Linked DNA regions of Callithrix jacchus: region 1 is linked to region 2. The links are chromatin contacts, called in public Hi-C maps. All regions are on one chromosome and are shown on one strand. The core of a region is the stretch at or near the end of the contact, and the rest is flanking DNA. Distances in the headings are between cores, read along the strand shown. Region 1 overlaps MAPT (microtubule associated protein tau). Region 2 overlaps MAPT (microtubule associated protein tau).

Region 1 (6,072 bases), core at 2,154-4,653, 34 kb after region 2:
TTGGAGAACAGGAGACTGGGGAGGCTGAGGCCTGACCAAACCAGACTCTTCAGGCCAGCTGGGAGGCCACAGCTCTCACCTACACGAAAACTGAAGGCCATCTCTATTTTTAGATTGAGCAAAAGGAAATAAATTTAAGTTTGAGCCTCCTTTGCAACTGTCAGGAAACATCTTTATTGAGATGATCATTCACATTCCATAAAATTCTCCCACTCTGAGTTACACTTCAGCAGTTTTAGTCTTCCTTGATGATTCTGATGGTCTTTTCTTAAGGCTCTTGGAAGACCCAGAAGCCTCTCAGACACAGGCAGGTGTGGCGGGCACAGCACTGAGGCTGACTCCTTATTTCCTGGGTCTCCCCCTTAATGACTCTCAGACACTCCTCCTTCCCCACGCCCCTGGCTTCCACCCTGGGTAGAGTTTTGCCATTTTCCAAGCCAAACTTCATTTCCTCTTCTGTGTCTACACACTCTGTGCTTCTTTCTTGCCAGCTTTTTCTCCTTTGTGTGCTCATTCCCCATCCATCCCTCCCTCCCTCCCTTCCTTCCCTCCTTCCCTCCTTCCCTCCTTCCCTCCTTCCTTCCAGGTATGTGACTAATTTCTGTTTCTGGACATAAATGTCCAGGCTGTTCTCTGACTGTTCTGTTGAATAATGGACATTTGGCATTGAGAGGGGCTGCTTTTTCTGAAATCGTGTTCTTGGAGCCCAGAACCTAGGTGTGTATTTCTGACTTTGTCCATCCGAATTCTGACGTGTCCATTTAAATTGAGCCAGACCCACAGGGCACCGAGGGACAGATCTTCAATGGAATGTGACTCTGTTACATGGGCATTTTGTTTCGTCAAAATGGGAACATATTTATTGCTTCTTATCTGATTGTAAACATAATCCATGTCTATGAAACAGTATAATGAGAGAAAAATGTAGACACTAATAAGAGAAAATCTCCCTAATTATATTTTTCTTCTCAGAGAAAGCTCTTGTTGGGCATATATGCTCTAGGGTGTTTTTTTTAAACTACACATATATATTCTTGTTTATAAAAATCCTGTACATGCACATTTCTGTAACGACTGTTTTCACTTGATGATGCATGGACCTCTCTAGACCAGCATGTATGTTTTTTCCTCCTTACAAAGCAGTTGGCTTCACACAGGGTGCACCAGGACATGGTTTTGGCTCTGTCCCCAGGGTGTCACGGGACTAGGGGATGATCTCACAGGGTCTGCCATCTGCCCTGCCTGGCCGGAGACTGCATCAAGAGGGCCAAGGGGCACCACGTGTCATGGGTACTGTCAAACTAGAGCCTTTAGAGCCTTCCACAGTCTTTCTTTTGCTTCCCAGCATTGCTTCCTCCTGGCGGGCTCCGAATCTAGAACTAGTTCTAGGCACCTCTCAAACTCAGATGGGGGCTGGGGCATTATTAGAATGCAAATCTAGGCAAAGCCCTCCCAATACCAGGATCCAGAATGGGGTGGGCCCTTTGCCCTGAAAAGCTGTTTAGTTTGAAAATACAAACAGGAGACAGAAAGGCTTGGCTAAATTAACGAATGATAAGGTTTTAACGATGGTAAGCAAGTAGGGTTCATGGACAGCCAGCGACAGTTCTAAACACTTGGCATGCATTAACTCATCTAATCCCCACATTTTACAGATAATACAAAGGCTCTGGGAGGTTGAATGACTTACCCAAAGTTGCACAGCTCCTAAGTGAAGGATTTGGAGTGGACTCCAGGCAGCCTGGTCTGACACCTGCACTACTCTGTATTTATCTCTGGCCCTGATGCCACCATGCAGAAGTGTCTGGGGGCACTTTGTCTCTGTCAAAGAGAAAATTCCGAGATGGGTAAGCCTGCCCTGCTGTAGCACTTCTCTTTTTTTGAGACAGAATCTTACTCTGTTCCCCAGGCTGGGGTGCAGTGGTACAATCTTGGCTCACTGCAATCACCACCTCCCAGGTTCAAGTGATTCTTGTCCCTCAGCCTCTTGAGTACCTGTGATTACAGGCATGTGCAACCACGCCTGGCTAATGTTTTTGTATTTTTAGTAGAGTTGGTGTTTTGCCGTGTTGACCAAGTTGGTCTTGAATCTCTGGCCTCAAGGGATCTGCCCACCTCAGCCTCCCACAGTGCTGGGATTGCAGGTGTGAGTCACTGTGCCCGGCAGTGTGGCACTTCTTACATGTGTTCCGCAGACAAAGTTTATCTTCTGTCCCTCCAAGACAGGGCTGAGCTCAGGTCACTTGTTACTGGTGGACAACTGCTGATTTCCAGCAGAATTACCATCCTCCTCTCCCCTGCGCCTTTCAGAGTGTGCCCTCAGACTCAAAAATTAGAAGTGAAAACGTCTTAAAAACGATTACCTTTTCTTCCTAATCTTCCTCTCCCTCCTGTCTTCCTTGTTGTCTCCATCTAATGAAATATCATGGCAAAAAGAGCCCATTTCTAGCCATTTTCTGTGGCCTTTCAAACCCCTACCTACCCCACTGCTCCTGGGTGCGTTTCCCGAAAGCCAAGACTTTAGTGCAGAAAGTGCCAGGCCCTCTGTCCCCTGGATCACCTTTCTCATCTTCCCTGTGCTTGCCTGTCACATTGTCTGGGCACCAGTGCTGGAAGGAAGGAGGAACAGACTCTGGTTCTCATTTTGAAGTTTGCCTTCATTCCGCCACTTCCACAGAAGTTGCCCTTTGTTTCCCTCCTCTCCAAGGCTGGCTCAGAGCTGCCCCTCACCTCTTCCTGCTGTCACCCCACCTCCATCAGGGCAGAGATTGGGACAAAGGCTCTTCTACTGGCTCCTGCTGTTCTCCCTCAGGTCCAGCCTCCTCTCCTCTGTCTTCAGGAGTCTCTCTCTCCAGCTCCCTCGTCATGACTTTAGCACCTCACGTCAGTCCAGAACATCCCTGCTTGTTAAAATGCCACCTTTCCCATGCATTCTTTCCAGTAACACAGCCACCCACTGAGACAGGAGTGTCATCATCACCATGTTTCAAATGAAGAATCTGCAGTTCAGAGAGGGCAAGTGACTGGCCCAGCCTCATCAGCTAGCCAGTGGACCCCTTACTAAGCCCAGGGTTTCTGACTCCTGTCCAGGCTCCTTTCCCACCCAGATCCACAGAGAGAACCAAGCCAAGAACAGGTATCCCTCAGGAAGACATGAAGCCAAAGCCTCCACCTCCAAACCCAGGGGCCCAGGGAGTCCAGGCACTCATCCACTCACAAGGCTGGACATGGTGCCTTCCAGGAGAGGGATTGGGGGTGAGTGGCCTCTTGTGCACCTGTTGGGGATAGATACGCATGTGGCGTCCCCACACCATGAGGCCTGGCTTCATGGGTGAGCTCCAGGTCCAAGGAGAAGCCAAGCAGGGAGCCTCCCCAGCCCCTGCTGTGAGGCTGAGGCAGTGCATCGTTCCCAGGGTACCTTCACCAGTCTAGGTAGCCGCCGATGGAGGAGCAGGTACTTCCGAGAGCCCACAGTGCTCTTTGGCCAGTGGCCCAAGGGAGGCTCTGAGAGGCCTTGTAGCACCTAGAGGTGCTGCTGAGGCAACAGCCTGACTATAAGGAGGCCCATTTATCCTCAGAGAGTGGCCATGACGCTGCTGCGACAGCCCCACCAGCCCTCCCGCTTTTTGACTTCCCACTGTAAAGCGGAACTCTCCAGCAAGTCACCTCTTGTCAGACTCTGTCCCCACTCTCTCTGGGTCCGCTTGAGATTCCTCAGCCTCATGGGCCTTAGTTTTCCCAGCTATAAAATGGAGCAGAGAGGGCCTGTGTACCCGCAAAGGTGCTGTTGGAGTGGCTCCTCCCACATTAGGGCTCAAGTGGGGTTTCGTGATTGGTTGGTGGAGGTCTCCAAAGCCATCCAGTGCCCCTGAAGGCTGGGACTGCAGATTCAATGCCACGGGTGTCCTTCCTCGGCCTGGCAGCTGCACGTCAGGTGTAAAATGGGGATAACAGGCTAATAACAGTGCCTTACACCTATGTGGATGTGAGGATTAAACAAGATAAATGTGTAGCAGTGCCTGGCTAGAGAAATATTTATTCCTGCTATTAAGGGAAGAGTATACATGGCAAAAAAGGAGGGGAAGATGTCAAAGCCAGCCCCTCCCCTCTCTAGCATATTTAAGGGTAATGTTGAGTTGGTTTGTGGACCATTTGCTGCCTGTTAGAGCTGGAAGGTAGGGACCCCCTCTCAACAATAATGCTAGAAGTTATACCTACTGGAAGTCAACCAAAAGATAAGGCTTACTAGCTGGATGCAGTGGCTCATGCCTATAATCCTAGCACTTTGGGAGGCAGAGGCAGGTGGATCACTTGAGATTAGGAGTTTGAGACCAGCCTGGCCAGCATGGTGAAACCCCATCTCTACTAAAACTTCAAAAATCAGCCAGGCATGGTAGCGCATGCCTGTAATGCCAGCTATTCAGGAGGGCTGAGGCAGGAGAATCAATAGAACCCAGGAGGCGGAAGAGGTTGCAGTGAGCCGAGATTGCGCCACCGTACTCTGGCCTGGGTGATAGAGGGAGACTCCGTTTTAAAAAAAAAAAAAAAAAAAAAATCAAAGCTTGCTAATACCAGCACATCGTTAAGGGGATACAGTAGGCTGCAGAACGACTGGTGTAGTATGGTGCCACGCAGGGAAAATGCCGTGTGTGCGTAGGAGAGGTGTCTGGAGGATGTGCCCTAAGATGTTAGAGCCATTCCTTTGCTTTTTCCTTTTATAATTTTGTATCTGACTTTTAAATAAAGGCCATGAATCACTTTTATAAAACACATTCTCTCCAAGCCCTACTACTCCTTTAAGGAATAAGATGGTTTGTCCAAGACAGGCAGTTTTTTTGCTCTTGTTTTTTTTGGCTCTGACATCAGAGGAAACTCAGTGTCATCTACTTGGGGCTCTGGGTTCAGGGGATTCATTTCAGGTAGATTAAAGTGGTGACCAGGGACATTTGTGCACACACAGAGGGACAGGAGCACCATCGGTTTGTCTCTCACAACCGCTGCCATCTTTACTGAAGACTGTTGCCCAATCAGAAAAAGTATCAGGCCAGGCACAGTGGCTCACACTTGTAATCCCAGCACTTTGGGAGGCCGAGGCAGGCAGATCACTTGAGGTCAGGAGTTCGAGATCAGCCTGGCCACCATGGTGAAACCCTGTCTTTACTAAAAATACAAAAATTAGCCAGGCCTGGTGGCGGTTGCCTATAGTCCCAGCTACTCAGGAGGCTGAGGCAGGAGAATCACTTGAACCAAAGAGGCACAGGTTGCAGTGAGCCAAGATTGCACCACTGCACTCCAGCCTGGGGAACAGAGCAAGACTCTGTCTAAATTTAAAAAAGTATCAAAAATGAGGTAGTTTTTAGAACTACTATAGTTCTGAAAACAAAGTCCATCCAAGTATGACAGATTTTAGAAGCACTGTTGGCTATTCCAGTAATTAAACGGAGGAGAGAAGCTTTTAGTTAAAACAAACAACAACAACAAACCCAGAAACCTTCGGTTGGAACCAAATTGTCCTCTCAGACACAGTCTGGGAGTTTTCTCATGATGGTGGGCATTGGCCAACTGACATCAACCGCAGCCATCCGTGTGCACAAAGCAGCAGCACCTCCCAAAAAGCGGCTTTCATCCATGCCCTTATACAATCAGTGATTATTCTCTTTGGATTGAGGCCCAGAATTATTTCAGTTTCTTCTCGCCAGCATGAGTCTTTCCTTTCTGTACGCTCCTTATCTTCTCTCTCTTTAATTTGGCAGTTCTGCTCGAAATCTAGGTCTTTCATTAGTAGTAGTGCAATTTGGGTCCAGAACATTCTGTGGTGTGATGTGGCCACAAGCTCACACTTCAGAGCTCCTCAGGGGCCAATCTTACCGAGCACCTCCCACTGGCTGCCTGTATGCTGGGCACCTCTTGTGGTGGGCAGGAGAAAGAAGGGGACACAAAAGGAGACACAGCTCCTTCTTAGAAGCTCAAAGCTGGGGACCAACTATACAGAAAAGTGTCTTTAGCATCCAAGACACCAAGATCCAGCCTCACAAGGGTGTTTATTAAGCCTTCTCAGCTCTTTCTTTTTCT
Region 2 (6,176 bases), core at 2,543-5,042:
CAGGAGAACACCTACTGGGGAGACTGTTAAATAAGTAAAAGGTGGGCGTTCTCCCCGCCCATCTTCTGCCTGTCTGCCAGGACTAGCACAGCACTTTGAAGTCATTCGCATAGAATCCCAACTTAAGAGGGCATTACAAAATCCTCCCCATCAGACTGAAAATAAGTTTAAATTCCCTTTGCTATATTAACTCCCCAGAGGAGTCTCAGATCAATGTCCAACAACTAAAAACAGTTTTAAGTCAGCAAGTGAGAATTAAATCCGAAGCCATTGATAATAATGTTTGATTCATTCCTCTCCTTTGGCCCTGTCCACCCTACTGCTAAATCCAGGCATCAAAGAGAAGAGGGACATAATTATCTCTGGTCTCAGCTGCTGGTTTTCCTTCTAACCTATGGCCCAGTTTTCTGTTTTACTGGGAAGGTTGGTGATGTCTTGGGAGCTAAGTCTGCAATTTTACTACAAAAAGTCCAGGCAGGGATGCGCTTTCATCCTTGTGTCCTCCTCCCTGGGATAGCAAGGATATTAGAAGACCCCTGGATCCATAATTGCTTGTCATGTGATCTACAGATGGCACAGAATGCCAGGAACGAAGCGCTGGGAAGGACCCACTCACGGAACCATGGGATGGTGCTCCTCCCCCAGCATAAAGGACAGCTCTTTCTCCTGAATTGCAGCCAGTGTTCTAAACCAGGTGTCAGCAGGGTTGTCCTGGATCGGATCCAGTTCTGCCATTGATTTGCAGTCCATTTCAGGAGTGCCTCTTTCCAATTGTTCTTAATTGGACAGTGGCATCAAACTATTGTCTTATCTCATCCCCCTCGCATGGCCTATCCCTCAAAAAGAGACTTCTTGGGTAATTAATAATCTAAAGCCAAATGCTTAAATGCCTAAGGGAAGGTTACAACCTAATGAATCTCTTTGGTTGTATGTATAAAAATGAGGCCAGGCTCAGTGGCACACACTTGTAATCCCAGCACTTGAGGAGGCTGAGGTTGGAGGATCACTTGAAGCCAGGAGTTTGAGACTAGCCTGGCCAAAACAAAGCAAGACCCAGTCTCTACGAAAGAAAACTGAAAATCAGTGGGGTGTGATGGCATGCGTCTGTAGCCTTAGCTACCTGGGAGGCTGAAGCAGGAGGATTGCTTGAGCCCAGGAGTTCAAGGCTACAGTGAGCTATGATTGTGCCACAGCACTCCAGCCTGAGTAACACAGCAAGACCCTGTCTCTAAAATGTTTTTAAATTCTGTTTATATTTACATGTATCTAAAAGTGAATATTCACTACTTATTTGTTGCATGGATTTTTTTATACTGGGCTTGCTGAAAACCTGAGCAGCTTTCTGCTTTGACAGTGCATCAGAACTTAAGTCAGCATATGTTAATAAGCCAAGTTAAGGTTATATATTGCAAATAAAACTTTTTTCTATGACCTCCTGTTACATTGGGGCATAGCAAAATCATGGTGTAGATGCATATGAACCTGTCCCTTTCATAGTTGCTAATTGCCAGAAAACATGAGGAATAGCCGTTTGGAAGAGTCACCAGCCCTCCCACCATCAGTTTTCTGTCTTGTCTTTTCCCTGTGAGCAGGGGAAATTCCACGCTGGCCCCAATCCCCAGTGCAGCAGCTCAGCCTCTGCCTCCCTCTGCTGCTGCTCTCTGTGAGGCCGGCTTAGAAATGGAGGATTTTACAGAACATCCCTAAATCCGCTTGAATAATGGAGTGATCATTCATAAACTCACCTGAACCTTCTTAAAACCTATTTAATATTTTTCCCGGATAATCCTACGGGATAACTTGCCACCTGGGCTTCTCTCCACTGGGTTCAGTTCTTCCTTTAGTGCTGAAGTTCCTCCCTTCTTAGCATCTCAGCTGCGTCTGAGAAAAGGCCAGTGGCGACTGCGCTCTGTTCCCTGTAGAGTGTTAATAAAGACTGAATAAATTGAAATAAATCCCTTTCAATGTCACTAAAGTGCTATAAATAATCATGAACTGATGTGTGATGGCTGATGAGAAATGCAAAAAAAAGCTTTTAATCAGTGGGATTCATGCTATAAGTTGACAGTCTAGGCCAAGTTAAAAAAAAAAAAAAAAAAAAGACCTTAAAAAAGATCTTATCATTTGTTGCCAGCAAGACTGAATTCCAGAAGCGAGCCACGCCCTCATTTTGTGTGCCCTGTTACCTCTGGCGGCTTAGGGTTGCCAAGCCCTGAATTTAATTGCAGACTTCCCATTTTTCACCTAAGAGATTTTCGGCCAAGATTAAGGTTTCCCGTGCCTCCATATTTCCATCTGGGAAATGGAGATTATGCTGTCTTCCCCCTCAGAATGGACAATATTCTGGTCTGTCCTCTCTTCACATAGTCATAGAACTGAAATAAAACGAGAGAATTCCTTTGAGCTTCTCAGAATTTCTGCAGGGATGGCGGATGCTCCCAGGAGCCGAGGTCAGGTGCTGATCTGAAGTCTTTCATGGGCTGACTTTAGCCTGATCTGAAATAGTATAGCTGCTGCCACCTGGCTCCCTTAGCACCAGTCAGATGGTGCAGCTGGTTCCTGGGGTGAGGGCTCAGCCAGCAGGGTCCATGCCCAGGAGGGATGCATGGGTGGCCACAGTCCAGCCTGCACTGATCTTGTCTGTCCCCTTCTTTAGAAGGAAGGAGACCCAAACCAGGGTGCAAGATAGTGGGTGAGGGGGCCTTGAGCATGACCACAAGTGATTTCCAGCCCCTGCCAGTGCTGACTTCTCCGGGGAAGGGCTGGGACTTCCTTCTTGGCTCAAGTCACAACCCTTGGATGGAATTTCCTGGGTGCTTTTCCGTTTTTTCCGGAGTTTTCAGTTTCTTCCTAATCAGACAGGGATTTGGTACAGAATCTCATATTCTAATTATGCCTAGGAGCAGCCTCTCCCGGCCACTCACAGTGTTTAGCATGTGACAGGAATCGATTAAGGCAAGAGTGATTAAATTAAAGCCAGGCGTTGACTTGGATGGTGAAATATTCTGATGATTGTTTGGTGGCAAAGGCACAGTGAAGGCTCGTTAATTGAACTGCTTGCACCTGGAATTTGAACTGAGCAGGAGTGGGGCTGAAGTCAATTTGCCTTCACCCTATGAATGGAGGGTTTCTCTGGAGTGTGGATGCTGGGAGGTCAGGGTATATGTGTAACCCCAGCCTGACAATGGCCCATCTTTTCTCCAGCGTGGCCAGGTTTGGGTGCCAGTTCTGGGCGTCCAGTGGCCCCATAGCCTTGCGTTTTAGTAAAATGCTGCCCCCCATTACTGCCTTCGGTCCACTCCCCTTCGGTCACTGGAATCTGCCATCTTTCAGTCCCCAATATGGCAAATCGTGGAGCCTTAAACTCTTCTCCTCCCTCTGCCTCTTGGAACAGACCCGTCAATATCTTCCAGGCATTACTTCAGTCTGCCCTCTCTCTTTCCAGTCACATTCTCACCGTAATAAAATGAGTTTAGGCCTTATCACCTCACCCTCGGATCCTTATGGAAACAGTAATGAGTTGTTCCCTGTTTCAGTTCCAAAATTCATACCCAATCCGTCTTGCATGCCATTGCCAAATTCTTCCCAGAGCAGCCCTGTCACCCGCCCTTGCCCTCTCCAAGTGTGGTCCTGCCATGAGCATCGCCTGCTAAGCCAAGCTGGCCTTGAGCTGCCAGCCCAGGTCCCCACGCCTCAGCTCACCTCCCAGCCCAGTCCCACCTCCCGCTTCTCACCAGCCTGCCCCATGGCTCCTTCGTAGACGCCGTGCTCTTTCTGCCCCTTGCCCACCCATGGCAGCCTTTCCCCTCTCTCCCTGCCCCACCCCCTATTTCAATCGCCCTGACCTTCCTCAGTCTCTGTCCTCCCTGAAGCCTTCCCCAGCCTGGGCACTCGAGCTCCAGAGACTACATGTTTCCTCTTACCTGTGGCAGCGCTGTGCTCCCCAGCGCCTCAGTTTCCCTGCTTCCTGTGTAGGACTCATCTGACCACAAGCTGCACATCCTGTGAGGGCAAGGACTGTGTCTTACATGACTTTGCTTCGCCAGTCACAGAGCTGGGCGCAAACGTAGCTCAAAACCCTCTTGATTAACACAGTTGGATGCTGAGAAATCAAACAGGCTAATGTCAAATGAGCTTTCCTTATTTAAATCAAGTCAGTCCTCCACCTACTAGTACTCAGTTCCAGTACTCTGTACTTGGAAATAATAAAAACCACATTTCCTTTAAAATATTCTATAATTGTTCCTTTGCCCTACTTCAGACCAACTTAACACACTCCCCATTGGTCCAGATGGGTTTTGCTATACAAAGATGCTGATAATAATAGGAGCAGAGGATTATTCTTCTAAAACCATTGCCTCATTTAATCCTCAGTCCCAACGAGGCGGGGATTATTATCCTCATTTTGCAGAGAAGCAAACTGAGGCTCAGAGACTTCACAGCTAGGGAGACAGCCAGATCACGCCTCTGTCCAGGCCCAAGCCCTCCCCACTTGCCTTCCTGCCTCTGCAACCCCAGAGCATCCCCCATCTGGATCCACTCATTATGCTAGTTGTGCAGGAGCCAAATGACATGTCTTTAGTGCTTAGGACTGGAGAAGCCGTGCCCTCCAGCCTCTGTGAATGGGTCATATGTAACATGAGCCTGGAGAAATGATCTGAAACTGAAGGCAAGCCTCTAAACCAGGCTGCTGCTTCATGGCACCAGTGACGGCAGAACCAAATTTAGTGCTGTGGGCAGGTCTACACTTATCAAATGGAGAAGCTCATTTTTCTTCCAGCTCATGTCAAGCATGAAAAATGTTCACACACAGCCCCCACACATGTTTTCCAGAGAGAGGGGTCCATGTGGCTAGAGGCTGGAAAATGTGGATGAGAGGAGCCTGGCGTGCAAGCCCAGGGAAGATGGCATTCACCTTCCCAGACAGTGTCTACAGGGAGAAGTTTAATTAAAAGTGAGACTGTTTCCCTGAGCAAGGCAGACAAGGTCAGCCCTCTACTGTTAAGAAAAAGGGTTTTTCACAGTGGCCGAGTGAGGTGGCTCACGCCTGTAATCCCAAGCCCTTTGGGAGGCTGAAGTGGGTGGATCACGAGGTCAGGAGTTTGAGATCAGCCTGACCAACATGGTGAAACCCCATCTCTACTAAAAATACAAAAATTAGCCATGCTAATTACATGTGTGGTGTCACATGCCTATAATCCCAGCTACTCAGGAGGCTGAGGCAGGAGAAGCGATTGAACCTGGGAGGCAGAGGTTACAGTGAGCCAAGATCATGCCACTGCACTCCAGCCTAGGTGACAGAGCAAGACTCTGTCTCAAAAAAAAAAAAAAGAAAAGAAAATGGGTTACAGTGAGAGGGGAGGTGGGGAGACTGAGTCTATATTTACAAGTCTGTTGGGCTACACTGCCTGATGCCCCTTCCTCAAAAATCCACTTTACTTTCCCCATGTTTACAGCAAAGTGATTTGTACTCTGAGACCAGGAAAAGAGGGAGTGATGGGGAACAGAGATGGGAGTCGCTCACACAGCTGAGGCTGGGGTTATGCATATCGAGTTACTTAGAATTTGCAACCTCACAGGGTACTTTTATGGCATTGAAATACACTTCCCACAGCCACCCTCCCTCTAACTAAAAGCAAGAGTCATTTCTCAGTTCTGGCCTTGCCTCCTACCTTCTCTGCCACATTTTAGAAAATCCACCAGCTACAAAGCGAAGAAACCATATGTGAGATCCCACCCTAGTTTCTGTTTTGTTGAGGTTTGGAGCAGGTGGAGCAGGCACAGGGATCATTTCAGTCTCTAAATTGTATTAAGGGTGAGTACTGAGTCATTCTTCAAGAAAAGTCTTAAAAGTACATGAAGCTGAAAGGTGCGGTCACCTGGAGACAGCATCGTCAACCTGGCCCTGAGCATGGCCTGTAGAGGCCCCCATGGATCCCTTGGGAGCTGCAGAGTGTGGGCATCTTGGCGCACAGCCCTGGGTGCAAAATTAGGACCGGGCAGAGGGCATCTCTCTGTCACCATTGGGCAGCCGAGGGCACACTGGTCACATCTGTACCCTGGGTGTAGGGTGCTCATGGTCTAAGGCGACGGCCACATGATCAACACCTGGACCCCATGAACACTTGGGATAACCTGGCTTTTTGGATACACAAATATTGATCCAATCTGGACTA

What was found. A called contact is a pair of places that touch in the nucleus more often than the background predicts.
Region 1: a contact with region 2 is called in a Hi-C map of skeletal muscle, with 6 times the contacts expected there. The contact joins two enhancer-like sites. A contact is called at or near these places in 2 of 3 Hi-C or Micro-C datasets (both in skeletal muscle).

Annotation. Positions count from the first base shown.
Region 1 is chr5:86,680,323-86,686,394 of calJac240_pri, forward strand. All of the region lies in intron 1 of MAPT (microtubule associated protein tau), which reads left to right. Among named protein-coding and RNA genes, the nearest start is that of MAPT, 46 kb to the left of the region's middle. Within about 2 kb of position 3,404, at least 5 of the 16 cell types and tissues checked have an H3K27ac peak or open chromatin away from gene starts, as enhancers often do. A contact at or near this core is called in skeletal muscle, where this site is marked.
Region 2 is chr5:86,646,154-86,652,329 of calJac240_pri, forward strand. The region is part of intron 1 of MAPT (microtubule associated protein tau); the gene reads left to right. Among named protein-coding and RNA genes, the nearest start is that of MAPT, 12 kb to the left of the region's middle. Within about 2 kb of position 3,793, at least 5 of the 16 cell types and tissues checked have an H3K27ac peak or open chromatin away from gene starts, as enhancers often do. A contact at or near this core is called in skeletal muscle, where this site is marked.